Regions from separate parts of the Mus musculus genome. Here region 1 is linked to region 2. The links are chromatin contacts, called in public HiChIP or PLAC-seq maps. All regions are on one chromosome and are shown on one strand. The core of a region is the stretch at or near the end of the contact, and the rest is flanking DNA. Distances in the headings are between cores, read along the strand shown.

Region 1 (3,966 bases), core at 939-3,438, 110 kb after region 2:
GCAAGGCCATCAACAGCTTGATCCTGGGCGTGGGTGTCTGCTAATGCAGCTACCTCAGAGGACTGGGGAGGTCTGTACCAGAGCTTCAGCTCAGACACAAACAGTCTACTCTGAATGCAGTGTGGATTTGGTGGACCACATAAATACACTGTCTCCCTCCCTACAGAACCCCTGACTTGTCTTCCTCTTCCTCCTCCCCTTCTGCCTCTTCCTCTTCATCCTTTTCCTCTACTTGCTCCTCCTGTCCTACTTCTTCTCCCCTTCCTTCTCCTCCTGCCTCCCCCCAACCCCTCCAGTGCTGAGGACTGAATCCAGGGCCTTGGGCACATTAGTAAAGTGCTCTCCATTTGAGCCACACCCCAACTCCTCACTGACAGATTCTAGGCAAGAGCCTTATTACTAAGCCCCCAGGTTATGGATTCTCGGCACACGCTCTCCTGCTGAGCTACCTGTCAAGCCCTGTTATTTGTTTGTTTGTTTGTTTGTTTGTTTGGAAAAGAAGCCTCCCTGAATTGCTCAGCCTGGTCTTGAACGTGAGACCAAGCAACTGAGGGATACATCCAGCTCTACTCACTGCCCTGTCCTCTTATGGAAGCAAAATGGGGGTTCAACAGGGTATACCCTGACTGGATCTGTAGGAAGTGTTGCCAGATCTTCCCACATGCTTTGGGTCCCAACTCACGGCAGAACTGGGGTTCCCTCCAGGGCTTCACAGGATAGCCGGCATCCTGGCAGGTGGCCGTCATGGCTGACATGTGAGCACAGAGCTTCTGCTGGAGACCTTGGAAGCTACACATGTCAGTCACACAGTTATCCAGGAAGGATGAGGCCTTCAGGTGGAGCAGGCATGCCCTGGGGAGAGAAGCTGAATCAGATGGCAGGAGAGGGCAGAGCCTCTATGCTCCACCTCAGAGAAACGCCAGTACCTAGCAAACCCTTGCAACCCATCTGCTTCCCTCCATACTCAAAGGGTCCACTTGGGTTGACAAGCTGTCCACATAACTTGGGTCCCGACATAGTGCTCCCCAAAGCAGCGTCACAAGATGGGGGATTCTTCTTCTTCTGACACCTGGAAGAGACCCAACTGAAGAAGACAGTAAAGCTGGAAGAGCCCAAAAGAGGTGGAAAAGCTGGAGTCTCCAGGTAAGGAAAAAGAAAAGGGCAATGCTGGTCAGTTTATATTTTGTTCTTTTTGAGACGATATCACTACATTAGCCAGGCGTGGTCCCAAGTCTCCTATACTCCTGGAAACCTAAAGATCACAGGCAAGACTTTACCCCTTGTAACTTTTGTTTCATTTTTTTTTTTTAACATTGCTGGGATCAATACAGGATCTGGTGCATACTAGTTAAGGGTTCCACTAAAGAGCCACGCCCCCAGCCCGTCCCTGGGGGATTCTAGGCAGGGGCTCTACCACTGAGCCACGCCCCCAGCCCCTCCCTGGGGGATTCTAGGCAGAGGCTCTACCACTGAGCCACGCCCCCAGCCCCTCCCTGGGGGATTCTAGGCAGGTGCTCTACCACTGAGCCACACCCACAGCCCCTCACTGGGGGATTCTAGGCAGGGGCTCTACCACTGAGCCACGCCCCCAGCCCCTCCCTGGGGGATTCTAGGCAGGTGCTCTACCACTGAGCCACACCCACAGCCCCTTACTGGGGGATTCTAGGCAGGTGTTCTACCACTGAGCCACGCCCCCAGCCCCTCACTGGAGGATTCTAGGCAGGGGCTCTACCACTGAGCCACGCCCCCCAGCCCCTCACTGGGGGATTCTAGGCAGGTGCTCTATCACTGAGCCACGCCCCCAGCTCCTCCCTGGGGGATTCTAGGCTCTACCACTGAGCTGTATCCTCAGCTCTTGGATTTTAGAAATCAGATCTTGATGTCTGCAGATCCAGACATCCCTGCATCTTCTGGAATGACAGACAGGAACAACTAAGCCCAGCACTGGTAGATCTGAAAATGGGCAAAAGTCGAGGAAGAGTAGTCCCAGCCCACAGTGGGGACCCTCACTCACTCCTTGTCCTCATCCTCTTCCACCTGCCAGCTCAGCCTCAGCTCCTCCTCATCGTGTGTCATCATGCCATCTGACTTCAGGTTGTCGTTGCTGCTGTCCCCGTCATAGTTCCCACAGAAACCACAGAGTTTGCCCGAGAAGGTACTGTGGGTCCAGGAGAGGGGTGAGTCATGACTGAGGAAAAGGGTCTCAGTCATCAGAGACCACAGCAAGAGGACAGTGAGCTGTGCGCCCTGAGGGTAAGAGCCAGGAATGCATTGAGAACATCTACTCTTAAGAGTCTGTGATAGGCTTCAGATATGTAAGACCCCCACTCAGCCTCAGCCTGAGCCATCTGTACAGGGTCTCCTCTGTTCTTTCTGCTTAACAACTCTACTCTCTCTTGGGTTTAAATCTCTCTCCTCTCTCTCTCTCTCTCTCTCTCTCTCTCTCTCTCTCTCCCTCCCTCCCTCTCTCTCAGTGTGTGTGTGTGTGTGTGCTCTCTCTCTCTCTTCCTCTCTCTCTCTCTCTCTCTCTCTCTCTCTCTCTCTCTCTCTCTCTCTGTGTGTGTGTGTGTGTGTCTGTATGTGTGTGTCTGTATGTGCCTGTGTGTTCCAGGGGTGGAATTAGCTCTTTACCAGCTGAGCCACCTCCCTTGTCATCTTTGTCCACCCATCTGGGGAGCCACTATTCCCTGAAGAATGATATCTTCTCTTCTGACAGCTCTTGAGCGTCCCCGAGTGACTCTTTATAACACATTCCCAAGGCCCTGTGTACATATCTGCTATTACCCCACTGCCCTCACTCCACTTCCTACTGTTTCCCTTCTGCCACTTGGGTGAGATGCAGCCTAGCTTTAAGGACACGTGTAAATGATTAACCACAAGTAACTGAAATGCCTGGGGTGAGGCCGAGGGTGTGGAGGGTTCTGGCTGCCTGACTAGGCCGTCTCCCTTACCTGGACACAGTCACAAAAAGCTGCTGGTCACCATCCCATCTCACACGCAAACCAAATGTTGTCCTCAGCTCCACAAATCTCCCACTCAGACCCACATAGGTGTCATCAGAAAGTATGGCTGGGAGGGTGACTTCCTGATCCCCAATCTGGGAGAGAGGAGACAGAGAGACTGATGTGGGGGGGGTGTCAAGTAGGACCATAAAACTCTAACACCTCATCCAAGGCCAGAGCACATCACCACTCCACGGCATCCCTCCAACTTCTCTCCTCTAGACTGGCTTGAAGCATCATCATTTTGCTTAGTCCCAACCCTAACAGAGTCTCCAGGCTGACCATGGCCTGGCCTGGTGGAGTGAGCAAAGGATAGAACTAACTCACCAATGTGTGTCTGCCACTGATCATGGTAACGGTAGTCTCTGGCAGAGAGATGACAACTTTGTCCAGGCAGGATACACCTTCTACTCCACGTTCTTCGGTGTTTGCTGTTATCCTAAAGAAGTGGTCTAGATGGAGAGAGAGCAGTGCTGAGGGGCTAAGTCACAACCAACTATTTGCTTGGTTGGTTGGTTGGTGATTTGATTGTTTGGTTGGTTGTTAGTTGTTTGTTTGTTTGTTTGTTTGGTTGGTTGGTTGGCTGGTTGATTTCAGACAGGGTCTCATTATATCTAAGGCTAGCTTCAAACTTTTTCACATTGCTGAGTATGACCTTAAACTCTGGGGATACCACCTCCTCCTCTCCAGTGCTCAGATTATAGATATTTGCTACCATGTCCAGCTTAGGTGGCTCTGGGGGTGGAAGCCAGGGCTTTGTCTAAACTGGCACTTAAGCAACAGAGCTACATCCCCAGTCCCTGTTGGATTTGGGACAGTCTTACTATGTATGCCAAGCTAAAACTCAAAATCTTCTTGCCTCCACCTCCAGAATGCTGGGATTAAAAGCATGTACCACCCATTCTCTGCTTTCTGAGACCCTAGTTGTGGTGGCGGTGTCCAACTTGGCACTACAGGGTAGAGG
Region 2 (4,163 bases), core at 122-2,621:
AGCCGGTCAGCCTGGCTCCAGCCAAGCCGGCTGTTTCCTGCCCTGGCTGACCCCCCACCCCGGAGCGGGACCCAGGCAGGGCTGTGAGGAAGGGCAGGGGGTGGGGAGCACTACTTGCGCCAGGAAGATAAGTGCACGGGGACAAAAGGCCATCACGGGTCTCCCGCGCCCGCTGGTGTGTGTGTGCGCGCAGGCGGACAAGAGGTCATCACCGGTCTCCCGCGCCCGCTGGGGTGTGTGTGTGCGCCCTTAGGGTATTTGGCAGACTCCCAGGTGCCCCAGACTCCTACCTCAGAGTTTCCAGACCCTGTACTAATTACCTTAAATTAAAGTCTCCTTACCGCAGCCCTTAAAGGACCGACTTCGGGAACAGCACCTCTCTCATCCAACCATCCCGTGCCCCACACTCACAGTGCCCTGATGTAGATAGGAGGCCGTCTTTCCTGGACCCTCCCCTCAAACTGATGGATGAGAGGGGGTGCTAGCAAATGAGAGGAAGGGCCCTCCCAGCCATCCCGAGGGCCCCCAGGAGCCAGACAGGAAACAGCCTCAGGAAAGAGCCACAACGGTCCCTACCCCCGCCTTGGAGGTCAAGGCTGCAGGCGGCGGGGAAGTGTCCCCCTCCTTTAAAAAAATGAAATGAGGTGTTACGGAGATCCCTCACCCTCTCTGACACGCCTGCCTTTTATTTACATTTTCTATACTTTGGGTTTCAAACCACTTTCTCCAGCGTTAGGCTGCGCGCTCAGTGGATCTCCAGGACTTAACGAGCACGCACTGATTGTGTGAGCGCTCTCTCCGGAGATAGACAAGCTGGGATTATTGCTTGAGGAACGGAGGTCTGTTGGGAAGCTCTCCATACCCAAATGCAAAGTTTTAACCTTCTCCTCCCAAATGCAATCCCCTGCTCCAACTAGGTGGCAGGGGGCGCATCCAGATGTGGAATCTCAGGTCCCGCTGCAAGGTCAAAGCAGGCTTTGTGTGGGGGCATTCACATTTACGCACACATCTGTGAGGCCTGGTAGGTTCAGGTCAGTCCTGAGGATTCCTGGGCTACTGCCCCAACATGCACAATCAGGGGTAGTAGGCATGGGACACCCAGCACCCCTGGACAGTCCCTAAGTTCCACACATGCCGCCCCTCCCCCTCTTGCAAACTTTCTCCTAACTTCCCGACAGGCTCAGTTCGGGCGGCCCCCCCTCTCATGAATTATTCAGCAGCATAGGAGCCAATCAGCTCCCCGTGCACCCCCCCCTCCCAGAGAAACCCGGGCTCCAGGGTGTTGGGAGATGGGGCGGGGGGAAACTCTGACATGGGACTGTCTCCGCCTCCTATGCGCCCCTCCCTCCTAGGCCAGGCGCCGCCCGACTCAGTCTCGACTCGGCCCAGCCCTGGCCCAGCCTGTTTCCCTCCCTCCTGCTCGGTTCCCACTTTGGTTTCCACCTTCCTTGACCGCGACCGGCGCACTAACCCCGGCGGCGCGACATCCACCAACCACTCCAGGGAGCGAGAGAGACCGCGAGCAATCGGCCCACCCCAGCCAGCCAGGGCGGGACCCCCGAAGCCCCGAAGGGACCCCTAACTCTCAGCCACGTCCCGATCTCCGCCCGCCCAGCGACGGCCACTGCCAGGACGTCCCCCCTCAAGGCTGGCCTCCCCGCGCGCGCGCGCTGCGGCGGGGACGTGGGGGCCGCACCTGAGCGCGGGTGCCTGGCGCGCCCGCATGGGCCATCGTTGAGAGGCCCTCGACGGAAAGTCCCAGCAGCAGAGTCGGTGTGCACCCGCCCAGGGGAGGGTCAGACCTGGGGGGGCCAGGGCCCCCCAAACTCGGATCGCATTCAGCCAAAGTGAGGCGGCGCCATGGAGCTCCGAGCGCTGCTGTGCTGGGCTTCCCTCGCCACTGCTTTAGAAGGTGAGTTTTCTTGGGGTGCCCCCTGTTCTTGGGGTCCCCCAAAGTTGTGCCTCAGAGTGCAAAAGCTGGTCTCTCCCTATCCCAACTCCGGTACCCCTTAAACACTTCGGACCAATAGCACTAGAACGGGAGGGGGCGGGGAGGAGGCGGCCTGGCGGGGAGTGGGGTTTTTCTTTTGTTTGGGAAAGAGATGGAGTCGAGAGCTCAGACCCGGGACCTTCCCTTACCCAGCCTTCTAAATTCTCAGTCCTGATGCCAAAGGCCCATGACAGCCTTCCTTTTCCTGTCCACCCTAATGTTCAAAACTATCCCCCAAAGTTTTTATCCTCTCTCCACCTCTGGCTAAACTCCAGGGGAAAGTTCCTGAAGGGGCACTTGCAGGCGAGGCAGACCCCAGCTAGGCCGTAAAGCGACCCCCACCTCTGGTTCCCTAGCGTTCATTCACACCTGGACTCCACACCCCAGTCAGGATGGCCCCATCTGCAGCCCCACTCTCCAACTCCCAAATGGCTGGCCAGGCTACTGACCTCGTGCAGACTCTTTTCTTGTTTTTCTCAAGGCTGTACCCCAACCTTTTACATGCCATTTAGACCTCAACTTTTCCCAAGGCTGAGGCTTTCTTCCAGCCATGCAAGCCCGCAGAAACTGCCTAACACCGGCCTGTGTCGCCCTAATTCACCCCAGCTGGCCGCCTCCTAGCCCGCCTCAGATTTCTGGTTTTTTTTTTTTTTTTCCTTCTGTATTCCTCTCCAAATGCCTCTTCAGATCTGTGAGCCCCTAACTCCACAGTCCCTCTTGGGGCTGCACAGGACTCATAACCCCCTTTCCTGCCTCCCTAATCTCTTTTCAATGAATTTGGCTCCCCCACAACCTCCCTTGCTGCTTAGAATCAAAGGAGAATCTGGGGAGTGGGACACAAGAGTGGGGGAGATCTCTCCCTGAAGCGATGGAATCAAAGGAGCTCCCTCTAGGCTGGGCAGTGCTGTTCTGGGCTGATCAAAGTGTGGGAATGGGGTGAGGACAGACTTTGGGCTCCTGGAGAGGAGGAAGTCAAATGGGCAGAGCACCCATGAAGTGTGTCTGGAGGGAAAGACGGGCCAATAGGAAATGCCCCTTCTCGCCTGCGCTACCTGAATGATTCTCAAGCCCCTGCCTTCACCTGTGCCAACTGCGATTATTTTACTGTTATTTTGCCCAGCAAAAAAGGAGAGTTCTTGTTTCCTTAACAGGTGACAAACTAAAGCTTTAGAAATGTTAATTAGTTTATCCAAGGCCTCAGGCCCTAAAGGAGGTGTAAACTGGGAGATGTGGTGGTGGGGGGGGGAGGGGACGACGACCTAGAAATGGAGCCCTGGAGGGAAGGAGGTGAGAGGTGGGTCTGGGAACTGGGGGACTGAAGTGAGCTGGAGGCAAACTGGCGTGTTGTGGATGCAGGGAAAGTGAGTCTGGGCTCAGCTCAACAGGCTGAAGAGCAGCCTGTTGCACAGACAGTGTGTAAATTGGAGACAGGAAAACGCTATCCAGGCTGGAACAATGGAGGGTGGGGACGGCGGCCTCTATCCACCCCCTTCCCAGAACCGTGGGCATCCTGTCCCCAACGTGTTCTGCTGTCTCCTGCCACCCATTAGAGGGGCCGGTAGGCTTTGCCTCTGGCTGCTCAGGTTCCTGCCTGCCCCCTACACCCTGAGACAGCACCGCAACTTTGAGGTGATGCCTCCCTCATCCACCCTAACTCCAGGCACTCCTCTCTCTCAAAGCCAAAGGGGAGGGCGGGACCTGGTCCCAGGTGTTCCGCTGACTCCCCTGGAGGCCCACTCTCAACGCATGTGGTTCCCAGACTCCTGCCCCCTCCCAGGTTGCCTACCCTCACCAGGGGATTCCCCAACCCTCCCTTCCTCCCTCCCGGTTGTGTTGCCAGTGAAGTCTGCACATCTCCTAATCCCTTCCTGGGTCAGCATCATGTCTGCTCCCCTCAAATGATCCCAGAGCCCCTCCAGGTGTGTTCACACACAACTCCCCACCCCTAAACTCTCCTCCTTTCTTTCTCCTAACCAAGTCCAGATGTGGTGGGGCCTCTGCTGGAGCTGAGCGAGGCAGGGAACCCAAGAGTCCAGGCTTCCAGAACTTATTTCTCTGGTGGTAGCAAATGGGGGAGGTGCACTGCCTCAGGCGAGGGCATCACCTTGAAGGACTGGGTGTCTGGTGTGAAAAGGGGGCGGGGACCGGGATGGAAGCCAATTTTGGCACTTAG

What was found. HiChIP or PLAC-seq counts read pairs in DNA pulled down with a chosen protein or histone mark.
Region 1: a contact with region 2 is called in a FOXA1 HiChIP or PLAC-seq map of pancreatic cancer cells. The contact joins the enhancer-like site here to the promoter of Ephb4 in region 2. A contact is called at or near these places in 3 of 39 promoter capture datasets (the 3T3-L1 cell line, the C10 cell line and the HPC-7 cell line), 3 of 484 Hi-C or Micro-C datasets (bone marrow-derived macrophages and cortical neurons), 2 of 115 datasets of contacts at active chromatin or transcription factors (embryonic forebrain and pancreatic cancer cells) and 3 of 9 other capture datasets (adipose tissue, liver and pancreatic islet).

What each region holds. Positions count from the first base shown.
Region 1 is chr5:137,453,238-137,457,203 of GRCm38.p6, forward strand. It overlaps Zan (zonadhesin), which reads right to left. Exons shown (of 88, transcript NM_011741.2): 18 at 3,330-3,454; 19 at 2,952-3,097; 20 at 2,015-2,158; 21 at 965-1,084; 22 at 683-852. Among named protein-coding and RNA genes, the nearest start is that of Zan, 22 kb to the right of the region's middle. Within about 2 kb of position 2,189, at least 52 of the 459 cell types and tissues checked have an H3K27ac peak or open chromatin away from gene starts, as enhancers often do. A contact at or near this core is called in pancreatic cancer cells and pancreatic islet, where this site is marked.
Region 2 is chr5:137,348,738-137,352,900 of GRCm38.p6, forward strand. It overlaps Ephb4 (Eph receptor B4), which reads left to right and starts at 1,372. Exons shown (of 17, transcript NM_010144.6): 1 at 1,372-1,912. The coding sequence starts at 1,861. Gm52791 (a long non-coding RNA gene) reads right to left here and starts at 1,315. Exons shown (of 3, transcript XR_003955817.1): 1 at 342-1,315.